Linked DNA regions of Sus scrofa: region 1 is linked to region 2. Evidence: chromatin contacts called from public Hi-C data. All regions are on one chromosome and are shown on one strand. The core of a region is the stretch at or near the end of the contact, and the rest is flanking DNA. Distances in the headings are between cores, read along the strand shown. Region 1 has its middle 19 kb from the start of FIGNL1. Region 2 has its middle 48 kb from the start of C9H7orf72.

Region 1 (5,291 bases), core at 937-3,436, 230 kb before region 2:
CACAGTCGGATCCGGTGTCTTGCTCTGTTTATTATTATCCACCTCCACTCTCTCACCGCCTTCTCTGGTTTAACTGTTTTGCGTGGCAGCCTGTCTGCTTCTTCTCTCCCCGCCTCTGTCTCTCGTGAGTCGGCCAAGAGGCACTGAGTCTGGGGGAGTCTGTCTGACCTGCCTCCCAGCCTTCCTGCTCCTGATCAGCAACCTCCCCCCAGGACTGCTCAGCCTGTCCCCTGGATGGGACCCTCCTGCTAGAGCCGGGACGCCAGGACACACGGGAGAGGACCTCCTGGAGACCCCGGAGCCTGGGGCTTGTGTCCCATGGCCTCCTGCCTTTCTCTGGAGAGATGACGCCGGCCCTTCCCAGACCCCAGGGAGCAGGGGAAGAGAGTCCCTGGAGAGTCACATTCCTGGAGATTCGGGAACGGCCGAGCAAGGTGTCTGCCTCCCAGTCCGATGGAGGAGGCAGGCGTTGACAGAGCACCACAAGGGCCCTGACACCGACTGAAACGACGCCAGGAACCCAGAGATCTGACCTTGAGAAAGCCCCAAAAATTAGCTGGGGACAAGAGTTCGGCCTTGTGGCATGCCTCTGTTGAGGTTTAGCAGGTGGCGAGGCTTGGGGAGCATTCCAGCCATGTGTGGGAGCCTGGGAGTCAGGCTGCCTTGGAGGTTGGAAGGAGCTGAGAGAGATGGGCTAGCGGTCAGGTCTTGATGAGGCTGCGTGCCATTCTGGAGGGTGTGGACTTGAACCCCGGATCAGGCTTCCTGCCGCCCCCCCCTGCCCCCCAGGCCCACAGTGATGGTGACAGGCCCCTGGGCTCATACCTGTTCCTATGGTATATTTATAGCTGTGGACATACACATACACTTGTTTTCCTGCAGGATGACATAAAGGCAACATAAAAAAAGAATTGTGATGTTTGAGGGGTGGGGTCTGGGCGTGGGCAGAGGGAGCCATGAGGGTTCTGTGAAGGGCAGTGCCCAGAAGGGAGGAGGGCCTGAAAGGGGAATCATACTGAGGCCTGAAACCACAGACCCCTCCTTGCTGTGGGGCCTCGGGCCGCCCTCGCCCACAGGAAGCGGGAGGGATGATGGTGACGAGGAAGCTGCTGCAGGTGTGGGAGCAGCAGCGAGAGGCTGGGGCGGGGTGGTGCTGCCGCCCAGGGGCAGGGGCAGGGGCAGGGGCAGGCCCACCTCTGGGCAGTCTGGAAGCCACCACGTGGCCCCTCCCAGGGAGAGCGAGGAGTGAGGTCCTGGGCAGGGGAGGAGGCACTGCAGGGCTGTCCACGGATGCCAGGGACCATCTGGGCAGAGCAGAGAGAGGAGGTCTGACTCGTGGAGGGAGAAACAAAACATCTTTGGACAATTCACACACTCGGACGTCACATCTAGTTGGTTTGACAAAACATGGGAAAGAAGAAGTGAAATTTGTTAACTGTACAGAGATCCATGCAGTTCACTTCAGGGGACAGCTTGGGTACCAAACGATCCTTATTATGCAAATTCCTTCCCCAGGCGGCTGGTTCCCAGTTGTGCACAGGCCCCGGTGGCTGCATCTGCTTCGCCCCGCCCACTGGCTCGCCGGGGCAACACCCGCTGCCAGGCAGGAGGGGCCGGGCTGCTAGAGTTGAGGGACTGTGGGGCCCCACCCCGGGCGCCCTGGGCCCCAGGAGAGGGTGGCCGCAGGAGACATGGCTCAGGGATTTGGCCCTGTTTCTGTCCTTGGCCTTGCCACAAAGCGGAAAAAGAGAGGGGACTTCACACTGAGGGTTTTACCTTCCTCCTTTTAGGAAAACACAGCCCAGAACATGGCATTTCTGAGACCTCAGGTCCCAGCAGGGGCCAGGGCCCGAGGTGTGCCGAGTTCCCCGGTTCTTCTCTGCCAACGTCTCTCCGGAGTCCCCCGCTCTCCTCTGCCCCCACCGCAGAGCGGGGGGGTGGGGGGCAGTATTGGGGGGTAGGATTTCCACATATGACTTTTGGAGGGGACACAAACATTCAGACTGTAGCAAAAGCACCTACTATGTGCCAGGGAATCTTTGTGACACGGAGGATATGGCAGTGTTAACTTAAAAACATGCACAATTTAAAAGTTGAGTGTTAAGTTTTCTGTGGGGCGAAATGAGGCCTGTCACCCAGGAGGCAGCATTCAGAGAGCTCTGAGACACCCCTCCTGAGAGGCGGGGGTGCCGGGGGGGGTCAGCGTGGATGTGATTGTGGTGAAGGCGCAGGCATCTGCCCCCCCACCACACACACACACACACACACGCTACCGAAGGTCGCTGCCGGTCTCGTGATGGTCACTGCTACTCCCAAGGAGCAGGTGTCCCCACGAAGAATTTGAGTGCTTCTCTAGATGTGAGGAGATGCAAGAGTCGCGCTCATAAAATCTCCTAAAAATTCCTGTCTGAAGAGCTGTTCTACCGCTTTTCCCAGAGCACAGAGGGCCTCCCTCCTGGCCCCCACCCCGAGCTCCTTTCAGGGGGTGTCACGGGGCTGCAGCAGCAGTGGCTGGTGATGCAGGCCGTGTAGAGGCAGACGGCAGGTTCCCAGTAGTCAAAAAAAGAGGAGCCCCTGCTGTGAGGCAGTGGGTTTAGAACCTGACTGCAACAGTTCGGGGGCTGCAGAGGCTCAGGCTTGATCTCCGGCCCTGGAACTTCCACTTGCCTTGGCCGTGAATGCCAATGCGAATGGCGATGATGACGGTAGCAAAGCCCCAGCTCCTGGCGATCGCGTTCCAGTGCAGATTCGCGCCTCCCCGTCTCTGCTGCCCTCTCATCTCTACGTCCTCCAATTTCAGCCGCGCTGCTGTGCAGGTGAAAGCCTCGTCTCTCCAGCAGGACCGCTCCTGGTCCTCCTGTCCCTGCCCCCCCGACTCTTAATACATCACTCTCTTCTCTGTCCCCAGAGGCCCCCCTTCACCTGCCTTGCTACCTTCTCACACCCTCTGGCTGTAGGAACTGAGCTGTGCTTTCTCTCACTTTCCTGGGCTCTGCTGCTTGCAGGATGTGGCTTGGTCCCCTCCCCTTTCTAGCAGGGCGAGGGTGCAGCCTTTTCAGGGGCGGTCTGAGTGTAAAACCTGCCTGCATCCCACAGAGCGAGCCGGCCTAGAGTGGCAGCCCCCTGTGGCCACGCGCGGAGGCTGTGTCTTCTCCCTTGGGCTCTAAGGGCAGCACAGGTAGGATCTGGGTTTCGAGGCTCTGACTCTCTTGTCTATATCTGAGTTGTTTCAAGCTAAGAAGGGAAGAGAGAGAGCCGTTATTCATTTTTCTTCTATTAGAAAAGGGGGGTGCGGGGCTGGGCTGGGGGAGAGGGATAAGCCTGGTACCTGCCTTGAGGGGGAGAGGGTGAGTGGGAGACGGCTTATCTGGATTTGGGGAGCTGGTTCCACACCTGCAGGGGGGGTCCAGGCAGACAGGCCTCCAGAACTGCATTCTGAAGAACCAGCCGGGAGATGCTTGAGCCGCACTTGTGAACCAGGCCCTAGAGCTGCAAGCACTGGCGCCTGGGGAAGGGGCGTGGGTGAGGGAGTTTGGAGGCAGCCTTGAGCTGGAGGCCGGGAATTTGGGTTACTGGTGGGCGGGGCTCATGGGAGGACCAGGCTGTGAGGCAAAATTGCTGGTCTAGGAGCCAAAGGAATCCCTCCTCCCGCATCAGAGGTAGTGGGGGCTGGGCCTGGGGAAAGGCAGGTACAGGGATGCTTGCAGGCAGAGCAGCCCTGGGCTCCACCCAGCAGCAGCTGAAGCAGAGAAAAGTCTTGTTCTGATGACGTGGCTCCGGGACAGCCATTCGGGGCCCTGCTGTGTTTGGTGTTGAGAGGCTACACCCAAAATCAAGACTTTGGGAAACAGCCAAGGGACTCCTTTCCTGGAGAATACCCACATGCTCTTGGAGTTTCCTGCTGTGGCCCAGTGGGACTGGCGAGTCTCTGCAGTGCCAGGATGCAGGTTCTACCCCGGGCCCAGCTCAGTGGGTTTGCGGATCAGGTGTCACTGCAGCTGCGGCTTGGGTTGAAACTGTGGCTCAGACCTGATCCCTGGCCCGGGAACTCCACATGCTGCAGAGCGGCCAGAAAAGAAAAAAAGAGAAGGAGAATCGATGTGCTTTTAGTGAGAGTGCAAAATTTCACCAACGAATCACAAAACGCCCAAGATATTTTGATAGAAAATGTGATGAATTAATTGGTAATAGAATCAGAAATATCTGCTCTCTAAGCCCCCAGTTCTGATGTTTAGATCCCCAGATTTCACACTAATATTTAAAAGATAGCATGGCTTTAGGAGTTCCTGTTGTGGCTCAGCAGTTAACGAATCTGATTAGCATCCATGACGTAGGTTCCATCCCTGGCCTTGCTCAGTGGGTTAAGGATCTGGCGTTGCCATGAACTGTGGTATAGGTTGCAGACACGGCTTGGATCCTGCAATGCTGTGGCTGTAGTGGAGGCTGGTAGCTACGGCTCCAAGTTGACCCCCCCAGCCTGGGAACCTGCATGTAAAAACAAATATATATATTGCATGGATTTTAAATTCACACCACTCATCAGGGCTAGAAATGAACTACAGAAGAGCTGCTGTCTTTTTGGTGGGGGTTGGTGATAAAATGCACACAGGAAACCTCTGGGCTGCCCCAGGGGCAACTTGGAAATGGAGCTGCCCTGCACAGGGGCTGTTCCAGGTGTGCTGGGAACAGTGTCAGGGCATTCAAGCTGGGCCCACGCCTCACCTTCTCCACTCAGCTTATTCTAGACCTCCAGCTCTTCTCACCTTGCCACATGCACCTGGGATCAGGTACAGTCCTCCTGGGCCGACCAGGCAGGCCTTTCCTGACTCCACCCCCTCCTAGGTGTGGGTCTGAATGATCTGTCCTCAGTGCCACCCTAAGAAGGGGATATCCTCCAGGCCAGCCTCCCCAGAGTGGGGCCCATTGGTTTGGGCCCACTGAATAGATGCACCTTTGCCTCAGTAAGAGTTTGCAGGGGACCAAAGGAAGATTTATAGCTTAAAAAAGACACGCTGAGGGAGTTCCCACTGTGGCTCAGTGGGTTAAGAACCCAACATAGTATCGGTGAGGAAGCAGGTTCAATCCCTGGCCTTGCTTAGTGGGTTGAGGATCCGGTGTTGCCATGAGCTGTGGTGTAGGTTGCAGGCATGGCCCAGATCCCATGTTGCTGTGGCTGTGGTGTAGGCCTCAGCTGCAGCTCCAATTTGACCTCTAGCCTGGGAACGTCCATATGCCACAAGGGTGGCCATAAAAATGAAAAAAAAAAAAAAAAAAAAGAAAGGCATGTTGAG
Region 2 (5,809 bases), core at 3,220-5,719:
GTCACTTTCCACCAGGGTGTGAGGAACCCACGTCTGCAGAGGCTGAGATGGGAACTGCTTTGATGACAGTCACTGGGAGGCTCTTCCAAACCAACCATAATAAGAAAATCGAAGTGCATCAAACAAAACCACAGCACGGTGTGCGTGAACCATTTGGAGAGAACACACAAAGATTTATTGTGACTCAAAGTCAAGACAAAACACTGAGAACCGGGGCACCCAGATACTGCCTTTTCATGAACGTTTACAGAGGAATTATTGGGCACCTACTGGATGCCCAGTACACTTAGCAGAATTAGCAGTCGCTGCCCCCTCCCTAAAGCCAGTGTAATTTATTTCCATTTTCAGGAAGAGCATTACTTGGGGTACCCCAAGGTCTCTTACGGCAGAGACGCATGATTTCTTACACTGAAGTATCCCTTAAGTACCTCCGTGTGTATGGGTACAAGTACCTGTACTACACTAGGAAATATTTTTACTTTTAAAAATGCAGGAGTTCCCTGGTGGCCTAGTGGTAAAGCAGCTGGTGTTATGCCTGTAGTGGCTTGGGTCACCGCCGCGGTGGGCACTGGGTCCCTGGCCCAGGAACTTCCACATGTGGCAGGCATGGCCGAAAAATACAGGCAGCAGGTTTTGAAGAAAAACTGCTCCATTTACAGCACTCGGGATGTGATCCGTGTACTTCGCCGAGGTGAGCGCCTCACCATAGACTGCAGCCTCTTTAGCACAAAGGCCCCACCACGTTCTCCACTGCGCCTGTGCTTGCTGAGCGAGGACCTGCAGTCCCTGAACAAAAGGCATCTCTCATGTGTTCATTCTCCGGATATTTGCTGAAAGATGAACGTCCGCCACTGGAGTTCCCTTGGTGGCTCAGCGGGTTAAGATACAGTGTCCGTGAGGCCGTGGGTTCGATCCCTGGCCTCGCAGCGGGTTAAGGATCTTGTGTTGCCATAACTGTGGTGTAGGCCACAGAGGCAGCTCGGATCCAGTGTTGCTGTGGCTGGTGTAGGCCTGCAGCAGTAGCTCCGATTCAACGCCTAACCCAGGAACTTCCATGTGCTGCAGGGGCAGCTGTAAAAAGAAACAAGTTAATACAATTTTTAAAATGTTTAAAAAGGAAAAGAAAGAAAAAGGACCCATGCCTGCAGGCACAATGCCCCCTTCCTCCCTGGCTTTACGTGAGGACGGTGATGAGAAAACACCATCTTCAAAGCAGGTATTTTCAAAGTCAATTCTGAAAAGGTGTTTGGCAGAGAAACGCGCCTGCTCTTTAGTTAATTGTTGTTATTTCGCACGTTCTTCTTCGCCTTTTATATCTCAGCGGTTGATAGATCACAAAGCAAGGCTCTTCGATTCCCGGAGATGAATATCATTCAGTCTTAGCCTAGGCTAAGCGGGATGGATGGGTTCAATGCAGAATATTCTCGTTTATCAGAAAACAGCCCTGGCCACTGGTCGTCCCACGGCTGGTCCTCTGTCCCGCTCCTGCAGCCGGCCGGCTTCCGGCGGGACCATCGGGGCCGGAGGCGGCCCTGGACAAAGGCAGCGGGGCTGCCTTTTGCCTTTTACCACCTCGCCTGGCTCAGGGTTTTCCTTCTTCAGCCAGTGCTCTGTCCTGTGTGCGAAACACTAACAGGGAAGCATCAAACTTTTAATGTCATCTGGATCCTCTCAAGTGTCCCTGAGGGCTGAGGCATCTCCAGAACGACTCCAGAGGCCTGTCCGGTGTCTGTCAGGGTCTCTAACTCATCTCTTTACTTAATATGGCTTGAGCTTCCTGGCAGGCATGGGGGAATGGAAGCACTTCCCGTTTTAGTATTTTCCACTTAGGGTAATTATAATTTCACCCCGTCTATATTATGAATCATCAAATTTTAGAAAAGATTGAGGCAGATGTCTTATATAATTCTGAGACTCAGGTACTGGTTCTTCAAAAGGGTAAAGGTTTTCCTGGCTCTCAAGTTTTACAAGAAATTTTGAGGGTAGTTTCTTTTATAAGGGTTTTGGAAGAGTTTTAAACAGATTGCCTTTTTATAACTTTTCAAGTTTTCCAGCTTTAAGGAGATACATGTCTACTGTAGTAAGAGTATAAAATATAGAATTAAAACTATTAACTTTAAAAAATATTTCCCCACATTATTCAATGCATATATTCATGTATAAAGTTAAAATGGGATAATTAAATACATACTGTTGTAAATTCTGCTTTTTTGCACTTACCAACAATTGCACATATATCTTTCCATGATAATAAATACATAGAGAGTGTTCCATTGTCTTTTTTTGGGGGGGGGGGCTGCATCTGTGGCACATGTAAGATCCTGGGCTAGGGATCAAACCTGAGCCACAGCAGCAGTGACAAATGCTGGATCCTTAACCTGCTGAACCACGGGAAACTCCCACATATAGGGTTCCCTCATCTTTTAAGGCATATATTTCAGTATATTCATGGACAGCTTATTAAAGTTTCTCTCACTGGGCCTTCAGTTTTTTTGAATTTCTCTCAGTTATGAAATACTGAACCCTCAACTTCTTTGTAAAAAAATGTCTTTACTCACGGGGGAAAGGACCAGGGACAAAGTCCTAAAAGTGAAATGGCTAATCTGGAAAAGCTCTTGAAACATCTTTGCCAAATACCCTCTGGAAAGAAGTTTCCAATGTCATGACCTGAGGGTGGAAGTTAAACACACAGATCCCTTCCCATGACCATGGACCGTGGGTGAAAAGACAAAAAAAAATACAGTTATGCCTCGAATTCTCCTGGGATGTAAAGATTTTATTTATTCGCCATTTGTATGTCTTAGTTTTGGAATGTATCTGTTAATACCCTTTGTCTTATTTCTATTGGTATAATGTCAGAATCTATTGTCTGATATTTTCCCAACAGATTTGTCTAAAAAAGCTTTGGTGGCATTTTTAAATTAATGCTACTTCAGCTTTTTAAAAATCTTTCAAAAATGTTGGTGGTATGTTTTCATCTAAGAAGCAGGTTTTTTCTTTTTTTTTTTTTTCCCCCATGATTTCTGGCTTTAGTGGCTTCTTTGGAAAATTTCCCCTACCCGCATAATATAAACCAAGTCTCCGGAAGTTCGAGGTCACCTCTGTGAGGCTGTGCCTTTTACCCGGCAAAGCGCTATTCCAGGAAGAGCTGTCTCGGGTTTTACAGCTCACACTCAGATCTGCCCTTCCCTTTTGTCTCCAAATAGTTGTCCCCATATCATCTACGGAGAAAAATCTCTCCTGGATGCAGGAGTTTAAAATGATTGCTCTATCCGTCCATTTCTAGATTTTTCTCTTCCTCTCTCCCGGGGAGTCATGTTGTTCAGAGTTGTACGTGCATAATATTTTTACATCATCACATCGTAAATCCTTGTTTGCAGGTGAAGATTCTTGTTTTGGCCTGATTTTTTTTTGACAGAGTAGCTCTTTCTAGAAACAATCAGACCACAAGATCAGGTTCAGTGGAGGCCATTTCTTTTCTAGGAGGGCGAATCGGCCCCGCAGGCTGGCTGGAGGGCGGCTGCGTGTCCGTGTCCAGGTAGGAAGGCGGCCCCAAGAAGGCCTGGAGCTGCCGTCCAAGCCGCGGGGGTGTCCGCCCAGGCAACAGACGGTGCTCAGGGAACAGCACTGATTCTCCCTTCCAGTGGGAAAAGCCGGGCCAAACCGCCCCAAGGACTTGGCCGTGTGCTTGGAGTTCCGTGGGATCCTGATCTTATTCTGAAGCTCCTGAGAGAAGGAGAAGGCATTCTGGTTATTCGATGTTTTGTGTGTAAGTAACTCGGAGAAGCTTATTCCATCTGCGGAGAAATGAGTGGCTAAAGTGCGGAAGCCTGGGTTCCGGTTCTAACTTGGCTGAGTACGAGCTGTGTGACCTTAGGTCCCTGTTCACTTCTCCACGTCTGTCTGCCTTTTCACGGAACAGCAGAGGATGTGTAAAATGCCTGCCGTGGGGTCGCAGGGTCACATGAGCCGAGGTTAATGAAAGCTCCGATCCACAGCTCCATGTACGAAGACAACCCCACGTGGGAGGCTGGAGGGACCCACACACGCCTGAGTGATGCTGGAGCTGGGCGCCCCGCGGTCAAGGCCCCGGACAGGCCACCGGCGGACCCTGCAGGGGACACGTGTGGCCTCTGACCCTCACGGAGCCTGGCGCATGCCTGTCTCTCTGAAAGAGAAGCCATGGTGCCAGCGAAGGAAGGCTCTTGTCCTCTTGGTCACAGACGCTGTCCCCACGCGACACACCCTGGGTGAAAAGAACGCCGCTCTCTTTTCTCATCCACCACACAGGGGCTTTGATGGATAATCTGTGATCACAGACTCTGCGATCTAGGCTCTTCCGTTACAATCCCTACAGTGACGCGAAACCTCTAGGGAGCCTGGCATTCCAACTCTAAAGAGGAACCTTCTAAAATAAAACCGCTGCCACTGGTGGCTTCCAGAAACCGCAGGCTGCCACCATGGCATGGTGGCATTGCAGGGCAGTGCCAGCTGAATGACTGAGGCTGGGGGCACCAAACCTTGTCCACCTTCTACACACACACACACACACACACACACACACACACACGCTGGGCACAGGCTTTCACCTTATTTCTTTTATTTTCCATCACAGGGTGCACACTGCCTCCCCAAGGCTCAGGCCTCGTCAGAGGGCAGGTCCTTTTCAGGAGCCTACAGTTTCCTTTTCCTTCTTCTCGAAGGGGTTGTGGGGCTTTACAGTCGTGACCATTTGAGACAGCGGCCCCTGGTGACGGAAGACGTCAACTGCCATTTCTTTCCCTAAGACGCTATGAAAGAATGGAGGGAAAAAAGACACATAAAATAAAATAAAGATACACAACTCCACACACTCTCCAATTAAAATAAAATAAAGATACACAACTCCACACACTCTCCAATTAAGGGTGTACGCAGATGGGCGAGAGAGCAGGAGCCCAGGACAGAGACTGGGGTGGTCGGTCCTTGTGTGTGTTGCTTCCTTTATTTCATTTTTTTGCACTCAGTTCATTAATTGTCTTCTACGCACGGAAGTGCAAACAGTTAGCTGACTGAAAATCTACTCTGTGCCTAGAATAACCGTAGATGCCAGGAATACAGAAAATACAGCCCGAAGCAGATGAGGATATGCAGAGAAGCAGCTGAACAACCAAGAGTTCCCACGCCCGCCCCTGCAGGAGTGGGCTCTGGGCCTGACGGAGGAAGGGTCACCTTTCTGGGTTGAGGAAGGATGGTCACCCAGAATCTATGACAGCGAGGACTTAGGGGGGTCGGGCAGTCAACCTGGGGCAGGCAAAGGTCAGAGTTCCCTGAGACAGGAAGGTGGGAGGGCACGGACCACGTGGGTGGGGCTGGTGGAGGAAGGTGGGGGTGGGAGGGGCGGGGCGGGGCCCAGAGCTGGCTCCAGCCTGCAGGTGGGGAACTGAGCTCTAGATGCGCTCTGCCTCCACAAGTCTTAGTCTGCTCATTCCCCCCAGTGGAAACAAAGCCCTGGAGTTCCCACTGTGGCACGCGGAAAGAAACTCAACTGGCATCCATGAGGATGCCAGTTCGATCTGTGGCCTCGCTCAGTGAGTCAAGGATCTGGCCTTGCCATGAGCTGTGGTGTAGGTCACAGATGTGCCTCGGATCCCCCGCTGCTGTGGCTGTGGTGGAGGCTGGAGGCTGCAGCTCCAATTCGACCCCTAGCCTGGAAACCTCCATATGCTGCGGGTGCAGCCCTAAAAAGCAAAAAAGAAAGAAAAAGAAACAAGGCCTTGACAAATTTCTTGTGAGAATTAAAAGAAAGAAAAAAACCGTGAAAAAGTAG

Evidence for each region. Hi-C and Micro-C count contacts between places; a contact is called where the count stands out from the background.
Region 1: a Hi-C map of subcutaneous adipose tissue shows a contact between it and region 2, with 2.2 times the contacts expected there. The contact joins two enhancer-like sites. A contact is called at or near these places in 2 of 5 promoter capture datasets (fetal skeletal muscle and liver), 22 of 47 Hi-C or Micro-C datasets (alveolar macrophages, blood, brain and 13 more) and 2 of 2 datasets of contacts at active chromatin or transcription factors (alveolar macrophages and skeletal muscle).

What each region holds. Positions count from the first base shown.
Region 1 is chr9:136,466,141-136,471,431 of Sscrofa11.1, reverse strand. No RefSeq gene overlaps it. Among named protein-coding and RNA genes, the nearest start is that of FIGNL1, 19 kb to the left of the region's middle. Within about 2 kb of position 2,186, at least 20 of the 83 cell types and tissues checked have an H3K27ac peak or open chromatin away from gene starts, as enhancers often do. A contact at or near this core is called in retroperitoneal adipose tissue and subcutaneous adipose tissue, where this site is marked.
Region 2 is chr9:136,234,766-136,240,574 of Sscrofa11.1, reverse strand. No RefSeq gene overlaps it. Among named protein-coding and RNA genes, the nearest start is that of C9H7orf72, 48 kb to the right of the region's middle. Within about 2 kb of position 4,469, at least 10 of the 83 cell types and tissues checked have an H3K27ac peak or open chromatin away from gene starts, as enhancers often do. A contact at or near this core is called in retroperitoneal adipose tissue and subcutaneous adipose tissue, where this site is marked.